3 separate regions of the Anser cygnoides genome follow, and all the other regions are linked to region 2. The links are chromatin contacts, called in public Hi-C maps. All regions are on one chromosome and are shown on one strand. Each heading gives the region's core, a stretch centred on a gene start, on an enhancer-like site or on the middle of the called end of the contact. The rest is flanking DNA. Distances are from core to core; before and after follow the strand shown.

Region 1 (2,700 bases), core at 21-2,520, 160 kb before region 2:
CTTCCCAGCCCAGGCTCACTAAGACCAGGGAATAGGGCTTTTCTTAGTCTACCTTATTGCTCTCAAGCATGTTACACAGAAGTGTAACACGCAAGGAGTGAGAACCAGCCCTTGCCCAAATTGATTACACGCTGAATAAGTAAGAGGACAAGGGAGCAGTGTTTTCGAGAGAGGAGCTGAGGTGCACCCAGGGGTTCAGTGCTTTGAGCGTCACTGCTAGACCCCTTTTCCCTAAAGTAAAAGAGGCTCTAGATTAAATTTGTCCAGGTATCAGAGGAATCTCAGTCCTGCTATAGATAAAACCAAACATCGCTTTCTGTTTATAGGTGGACTATTCTAAGCGCTCCTAAACCAGCATGCCTCAGCATCCCAAAATGCATCCTCTCTCCCAGGCATGCCAAGGTTAGCAAGCCAACTTTGTAGTGGCTGCGCAGGGGAGGAGTGGAGCCAAGACCCCCTGAAAACAACCAGACAATAGCTTCACTGTCTGAAATTACTGCACTCAAGATTTGAACTTCAGCCTCTGTGGAAGATGCTGTGGACAATCTCACTGCATTTGGCTCACTAGAGCTGCATCAGAAGTTTGCAGGTTGGCATAGAAGAGGTCAGGCTGTCTAGTGAGGTCTTCTGGTTTTAAAAAGTATGAAATTATATGAAGTGGGTATGAAGAAACTGAAGAGAACATACTGCTGTCTGTTCCCTTGCTCTTGATAGGATATGCTCAGACAGAAAAAATATTAGTCTTTACTTCTTGTTTTCACGTGCCTCTTTTCTTGATTTTTCCATGAGGTTCTGTGTGTCTGAACATATATAGTGACAATGCTGGAAGAGAGCAGAGTTAAGGTTATTTTCAGAGTGTAGCATGAACCTCTACACTTCCCACTTTTCAGAAGTTTAAATTTGCATTAATTTCTCATTTCCTGCTCGGGATAAATCCTTTATGCATTCTGGAACAATACGAGACACCATTAGGCAACATTAACTTCGTGCTGAAGGTTTTGGCATACAATGCTGTATGCTCTAATCTATTTGCAAATCAAAAGCCAATGCTTTGCACACTTCAGTGAAAAGCCAGAGGCAGCCTGCCCCACTAGAAAGGTCACCAGATTAGGACTCAAGGGAACTCTTCGAAGTTCTGCCACTGATTTACTGCTCAGTCATCTTGGCCAAGTCATCTCTTTTCTTTCTGCCTCTAGTTTTGCTCCCATTCTTTGTGTTTTCTATTCAGGCTGCAAGTTCTTCAGGGCAGGAGCAGCCCTCTCATTACGTTCTGGTCCTGTGCCTCGCACAGCAGGCCCCCTTCCTAGCTAGAGCGCGCCTACTGGATGCTACTGCAACACAAAGAATTCAGAGCCTCAGCAGTTTGGCTTTCTCTCCCAGGATCTTCAGTCCCTCTCGCTTGCTTCCTCGACATAAAGCTGTACAGAAGAGGCACTGGTCACCAAGTAAGTGACCAAGTTCCCAGTCAAAGGGTTAAAATAGCCAAGTCCGTTAGATAAAGAAGAGAAAGCTGTAGGAGGAACTCAGATCATATTGCAAGCTAGGTACTAGTTAATCAATAGTATTCAAAGGTGAAGGCCATATGGAGGAGCCAGGAACCATTGCACAAGTTAAGCAAAGTTTAGTGAACAGCAAGCCTGATAAAGCAAAGCTTTAACTATTTTCTGTGAAAAGTTCCACCTTTCCTTTAACCTGGCTCTGGACCACGGACCACATATGCCAATCTTCTCTGTTACTGACTCATGCACTAGAGGGTTCAGTGGAAGTTCTGAGACCAACCCATGGACAATACCTCTTTATTGCCCTGACAGTTCATATAGTACGTGTTACATATAATTCTCCTATTCACTGGACTCTCGATCCAAACTCTTCTGGTAAAAGGGCTTGTGGGCAGTTTACTTTCTGTCCAATGACTTCATTGCAAAGGGTTTTTTTTCTGTCTCTGTTGAGCTTGCCATGTGCAAGCTTTCCTTCCTCTTGTTTCCCTCCTCTTGTTTCCCAGTTTCTGGAAATAATTTGTGGTTTGGAAATGGAAATGCCCTCATAGGCTTCAAAGAGCTTAAAGCCTACCATGCCAGATCAGTCCATTGGATCCATCTAATCTGCTCTCCTCTTTCCAGCCACGACCAATACCTGGTGCTTCAGAAGACAACACAACTTTATAATGGCAACAGGACACTTCAGTTTTAGACACAGTCCCTGCTCTGAATAGATGAGGAGCTGCTAAAGCATTCTCCCACTTCCACCCTCGACTGCCCTAGATTTTCTGGGAGGGTTCCTCAAAGAATCAACTAAAGGGCAAGCAGAGACCCCCCACAAGGATAAAGAGACTGAAGGGGGCAAAGTACATCGACACATATCAGAAGAGGGCTTCCCAAAACATAGCACAACAAACACAGCTCAGCCCCTTCCAGGACTGGCTTGGCTTCCTTCCCCTGCTCAAAGAAGTTGGCAAGCAAATCTTTATTGTAAGAGACAGAACAGAAGCCGTAAGGGAGGTACTGAAATCTGGGGATAATTCACAAAATCCTGGCCTGTGGTGCAGAAGGAAGCTAATGTTATGTATCTTTCATTTGTACTTTTTGTTATTACTACTAGATTTAAACAGATAAAAGCAACCTATTGATGATCACATCTCATCTTCAGCCAACATCTTTCCTGTCTGCTTTTAAATTAATAGGACACAGGTATAAGCTAAAG
Region 2 (2,745 bases), core at 32-2,531:
TGGAACTAAAGTTTGTAGAATGCTACCGGACCTTTTGACATGAAAAGCCTCTTCTGGCTGAAAAGGTAAACTGCATTTATCCCTTTGAATTACTCAACTGCACTTACCATACTGTATTCTGGTCCTCACAGCAGCTACTGGCACATTATATATTTTTTCAAGGTAATTCTTGATATCCACTTTTGTCATTCTAGGCAACAAGAAAACATTTTGGGGAAAGAAAGAAAGAAAAGTAGAAATACTTAACTAAGTTCAGAACAGAGCCACAGTATTTATAGGCAAGTTGATAGTCTGGAATAGATACATCTTCCCCTTTCAAACAAGGTAGCTTCACCGCACAAATGTATAAACCCAACATAGATCATATGCTGTTACAGCAATTCATAGCCCATAAATTGAAATAATGCTAAACATTTTATTCTCTAGCACCTCAGCAGTCAAAACATGAGGTATTTGCTGTACTCAGAGAGCCAGGGTCAGCTTTCTGACTGCCCATGCTAAAAATCAGTTCTAAGCTTCTGAACCTAATTTCTAACGTTTTTGGGACCTGCTGCAGGCACGTGGGCCTTTATGTGTAGAAGCAGAGCAGACAGGACGAAGGAGTACTGCAAAACTAGCACCTGGACACCACCTCTTTTCCTCCAGGTCACCTCCACCACCTCTCCCTTCTTCCTACCCCCACCTCGCGGCAGGCAGAGCCTCACAGCACCCCGAGAGGAGCCAAGCACAGCTCCTACTTAAACCAGCGCCCTGAAAGCTCTCCCTGCTGCACAATACCCTTCCTTCAGCCACGGGGAGGGCCTTTGGGCGCAGGGGGATGCTCCAGAAGCGGCGGGGACCCCTGGGCACCCCGCGGCCAGGCTCCGGCCGCCCTCCCCGTGCACTCACTCCATGGAGACGCGGAACTGCACCGTGTCCTCGGGCTGCGGCACGCCGGGCCGCACCGCCAGCATGAAGAAGTTGGGGCGGAAGATCCGCAGCTGGGGGCCGCCCAGCTGGAACAGCGGGTACCTGCGGGGAGAGGACGCCCGTCAACCACCGGCCGGCGGCCCGACGACCACCGACCCCGTCCCCGTCCCTCCCCGGCCGCCCAGCCCCGCTCACACAGCCCGCCTGCCGCCCGCCGCCATGGCCGCGGCCAGGCCCGGAAGCGCCGCCGCCATGGAGGGGCTCCCGCTCTCGCCCTCTGCTGGAGCGGAGGGGCGACGAGGGTGGTTTTTGTGTTTTTATTTTTTTTTTTTTTTTGGGGTGGTGGTCTCCACCTCATTGGCCCCTGGAGGGGGCAGCCGGGTCTCGCCGTCGCCACGAGGGGATGTGGTGCTCGGGGTGCGCTAGGCACGGGGCAAGGGGCGGGAATCGTGGCTGCGAAATGGCGTCGTTGAGGCAGTTCGGGAAACGCAGCCCCAAAGTGTGGGACAGCGACAAGCCAGGGGTGGGAGGGACAGGAGGTGTCGGGGGCGCAGGGTGGCAGCTCTGCAAGAGCTGTGGAAGCCATCTCTGAGCACCTGACTGCCTGTGCTGCTACCTTGACTTCATGTTGTGGGGTGGGACGCCACCATGATTTTCTTTTCCTCATTGACTGGTGAACCAGAGTGTGTAAGCTGGCACCAGGGAAGGCCAGAAGTTTGGTAGGAAGCCTGGTGGGAAGCCTCCAGTAGGCTTCTTTCCAACCAGGGGCTTCTAAGGTCAGCAAAGTGAACAGCAGACCCCATGCAACCAACAGCTCACAGCCTGAGTTTGGTGGCAGCCATTTTGTGTCCCTGGCCCCATTTGACATCTACATAGAAATAACAGTAATTCAGGCTTCGCATTGGATTTTAATACTATATGTAGGTTAAGTGTTTCAATAAACATTTTAGTGTAATATTTGAATTAACGGTGCTCTGTGTTGTGCTGTAACATCTGCTTTTAAGAAATGTTGCATACTGAAAACTATGCCACCTGTGAATTCATTCCTTTACACCCAATTCTTTGATTCCATTCATCACTCGAACTTCTAAGTTTGTTTCAAGTACTTTTGGCATCCAGACTGTCCCACAGATTATGAGATCCCCCAGAACAGAGTTGGCTTTCCTTATTTGCCTGTATGGGGCCTGTAAAACTGGCCTCCAGTCCTGTTTTTTTGTTAATGACGCCAAACCTCATTTCCACTTGTAGGACTGCATTAAATATTAAATAAGGATAGCTAAGGTCCAACTCCCAAATGCCATTTAAAAAAAAAATTTCAAAACACCATTCCAGAAAGCTGTCATTGAAGTAGGTACTGGTTGTGCTTTATTTACAAAATCCAGAGATTTGTACACAGCAATCTACAGGACAGCATAGGGCTGGTATCAGGAGGGTAAAGGACACGCTCAGCAGGAATTGAAGATGCCAGCAAGGAGTCACCTCCGTTCCGCAGGGAACTTGCTTCCTTTTGGCTGAGGAAGCCACCAGACCCCTCCAGGAAGAAAAGGAAGAAAAGCAGCAGCAATAGCCAACCCAGGCTGATGTTGCAATTTTTGTTATCGCTGAGGCACGGGAACACAAGTGGTTTGTGAAGGAAGAAAGAGGAGACCAGCAGCGTTTCGGCACGTTGCTAGGGGCCATCCTGCCTGGTTCTTTACTTCCAGCGCCCACCAACCTTCCCCTTGGCTCCTGCCTTCTTGCTGCTACAATACAAAATGAAAGAAAAACATGTCAGTGTGAAAGAATTGGTCCACTGTGACCACTACTCATTTCTGACTCTCATCTTAGCATCAAGCT
Region 3 (2,702 bases), core at 181-2,680, 250 kb before region 2:
TGCCCCGACCCCAGGTTGCCTGCTGGGTGTGCTATGCAGCGACACAGCCCAGGGGACAGCCCTGAGATGAGCAGGATGCTGGGCAGGGCAGGACCTCCAGAGCCCAGTAGGAAAGGACCAGTCCTGCTCACACCTCACATTTTCTTTGGCATGTTTATGGCAATTCCAGATGTCCAGAGAGGCACCAAGCCCCCATTCTTGAAAGAAACAGGTGCACACTTGAAAAAAACTTTAAAAAAGAGTTTCCTTAGCGCACGTCAGAGTGAGGGCTGCTGAGCCCTTGCCCTACCACGCCAACATCACTTGAGATGCAACAACCTGCGGCGCGATTTTGGGCAGCTCTGCCCCTCTCGGCGCCACGGCGGGTGCATGCCTTGCAGTGCAACTTGAGCTGTGCATCCCTGCAAGCAGACGCCCACCCGGGCAGCGGTGAGGATGCGGGCACTCCGGCGCTGCCTTTGCTGCTGGTGGAAAGCAAGGAGGGTCCTTACAGCCCACCTCTGAGGCAGCTGCTTCCCCAGCAGGACAGGTTTTTGGGAGAAGGGGAGTTTTGCTGGGTGCAGCACGGCATGACTGCCATGCAGCACCACCGGAGTGGCGATCGCAACAGGCGCGCGTTCGGATCGCGCACCGCTTCACGGTGAAGCCTGGGAAAAGTCCCCTTGGCTTAAAGGCAACAGCTTGCACAAGCTCAAGCGGAGCGGGGGCAACCCAGCGAGCAGCCACCGATTTCGGGAGGTGCCCTTTGGGGTGCAAAACCCGAGCGCCCGTGCCCCACGGAGCGGTACCATCCATGTTGTCCCCAGGGATGCGCACGGGCAGAGTGGGGGGCTCACATCTGATGATGCGGGGGTAGTGTAATGCAGGGCATGGCCACGGCTTGAGGCCGGGGGTGGCCGTGCTGCCAGCACCCCCACATGTCTGCACCTTCAGTGGGGAGCCCTCAGGAGAGGTTTTGGGGTCCAGCGCGGGGTGGGAGGGGTGGCATGGCCACGTGCGCACCTGGAGCGAGACCCAAAAGCTGGCGCTGCAAATCCTGCTGCTCCCTCTGCCTCCCCCTCCCCGGGATTTTCGGCTCTCTGGAGGGCGGGAGGGGCGCGCAGGGGGTGCCCCAGCACCTCGGGCAGGGGCTGGCGGCGCAGGCCCCCATCTCCTCCCCTCACCTGCGGGGCGAGGCGGAGGATGCGCGCAGCCCCCGGACCCCCCCAGGCCGGGGGCCGGCCGGGGTGGGCTAAAGACCCCTCCCGGGCAGGGAAAGCCTGCGGCTGCAACTTCCCGTCGCTCCCCGAGCTGGACTTCGCAGGGTTACGAAGAAGGGAGGGAGAAAGAGGGAGGGATCGCTCTGCAACATTATTGGCTGCGTGGCCGGGCTGGTGTTCGCTGGGGAAGTCAGAGCATGCCCATTGGGGGGGTATAAAAGGGGGGCAGCCGGAGCGCTTTGCCTGTCTCCTCGCTCGTGGGGCAGCCAGCCGGGAGCAGCGGGCAGCCAGGCAGCCGGCCCCTCCGCCCCGGCCAGGGGGACGCAGTCAGTAAACACCACCACAACAAAAAGTGAGAGCCACCCAAGGGGCAGCCAAAGCAGGAGGAGAGAAAGAGGAGGAGGAAAAAAAAAGGCAAAAAAAGGGGGGAACAAGGAGAAAAAATAACAAAAGAAAAAAAGGAACAAGAAAAGGAAAAAAAAAAGAAAAGGAAAAAAAAAGGAAAAAATAGGAGAAGGAAGGAAAGCGCTCGCTCGCTCTCTAGAATAACAAAATACCTAATCGTAACAAAATAACATCCTCCAGACAAATTCAAGCAGGGACTTGACATACCAAAAAGGCAAAGCGAGGAGAGCAAGCCAGGGCGCGGGGAAGGCGAGCCAAAGCCGCGATCGCTGCCAGGGCCGGACAGCAGCATGGCAAGCGCCGGGGCACACACGGATGAGCGCTGCCGGCAGCCTGCCTTCCTCCCCGGCCCGCCGCCGCCAGAAGTTGAGAGTAGCAGCGGCAGCGCCAAGGTAAGCGCCGCTCCGAGCCGCTCCGAGCCGCGCCGAGCCGCGCCGAGCCGTGCCACGCCGCGCCCAGCCGTGCCACGCCGCGCGATGCTTGTGCCGCGGGATGCTTGTGCCGTGCCGCGCCGAGCCGAGCCGAGCCGTGCCGGCTCCGCTGCCCGCCCTCCCCACGCGTGTCACTAGAGGGACCCCGAGAGCCGGCCCAGCCCGGGCTGCCCGCGGCCAACTTGCGGGCTGTGCGCGGCGGGGGGTGCGGTGCGGTGCGGGGACCCCCCGGGCACCCCCAGGGTACCCGCGCGCCTTTTGGCGATGGGCGTTTTTCCGCCTTTTTTTTTTTTTAATAATTATTTATTTTTTATTTGCTTAAAAAAAATTATTATTATTATTTTTGCGTGGGTGGGGGGCGCGCAGCGCTGCCCGCATCCCCCTGCGAGGCTCCTGCGCGCCCCTTGCGCGGGGCGTGCGCGGAGAGGATGCGGAGAAGGCGGGGGGGGGGGGAGCGGCGTAGAGGGGGCGTGGGGCAGTCCCGGGTGGGCTGAGGGGGCCGGGGGCAGCACGGCGCGTGTGCGGGCAGCCGCGATCGTGCGTGGGCCGGGCTGGCCCCGGCGGCGGGGCCGGGGCTATGCGAGGTCACGGCGGCCCCTGGCTGCCCGGCGCGCTGCGCTCCGCGCCCGGGCTTTGGGAGCGGGGACCCGGCGGGGAGCAGCGAGGA

Evidence for each region. A called contact is a pair of places that touch in the nucleus more often than the background predicts.
Region 1: a Hi-C map of liver shows a contact between it and region 2, with 2.6 times the contacts expected there. The contact joins the enhancer-like site here to the promoter of MRPL23 in region 2. A contact is called at or near these places in 2 of 7 Hi-C or Micro-C datasets (granulosa cells and liver).
Region 3: a contact with region 2 is called in a Hi-C map of liver, with 2.2 times the contacts expected there. The contact joins the promoter of IGF2 here to the promoter of MRPL23 in region 2. A contact is called at or near these places in 3 of 7 Hi-C or Micro-C datasets (granulosa cells and liver).

Annotation. Positions count from the first base shown.
Region 1 is chr5:38,420,636-38,423,335 of Taihu_goose_T2T_genome, forward strand. No RefSeq gene overlaps it. Among named protein-coding and RNA genes, the nearest start is that of IGF2, 88 kb to the left of the region's middle. Within about 2 kb of position 1,271, at least 1 of the 3 cell types and tissues checked has open chromatin away from gene starts, as enhancers often do. A contact at or near this core is called in liver, where this site is marked.
Region 2 is chr5:38,578,332-38,581,076 of Taihu_goose_T2T_genome, forward strand. MRPL23 (mitochondrial ribosomal protein L23) reads right to left here and starts at 1,282. Exons shown (of 5, transcript XM_066997926.1): 1 at 1,263-1,282; 2 at 889-1,011; 3 at 108-190. The coding sequence starts at 1,267. TNNT3 (troponin T3, fast skeletal type) reads right to left here. Exons shown (of 16, transcript XM_048066618.2): 16 at 2,252-2,651. The coding sequence ends at 2,603.
Region 3 is chr5:38,332,276-38,334,977 of Taihu_goose_T2T_genome, forward strand. It overlaps IGF2 (insulin like growth factor 2), which reads left to right and starts at 1,431. Exons shown (of 4, transcript XM_048066577.2): 1 at 1,431-1,996. The coding sequence starts at 1,895.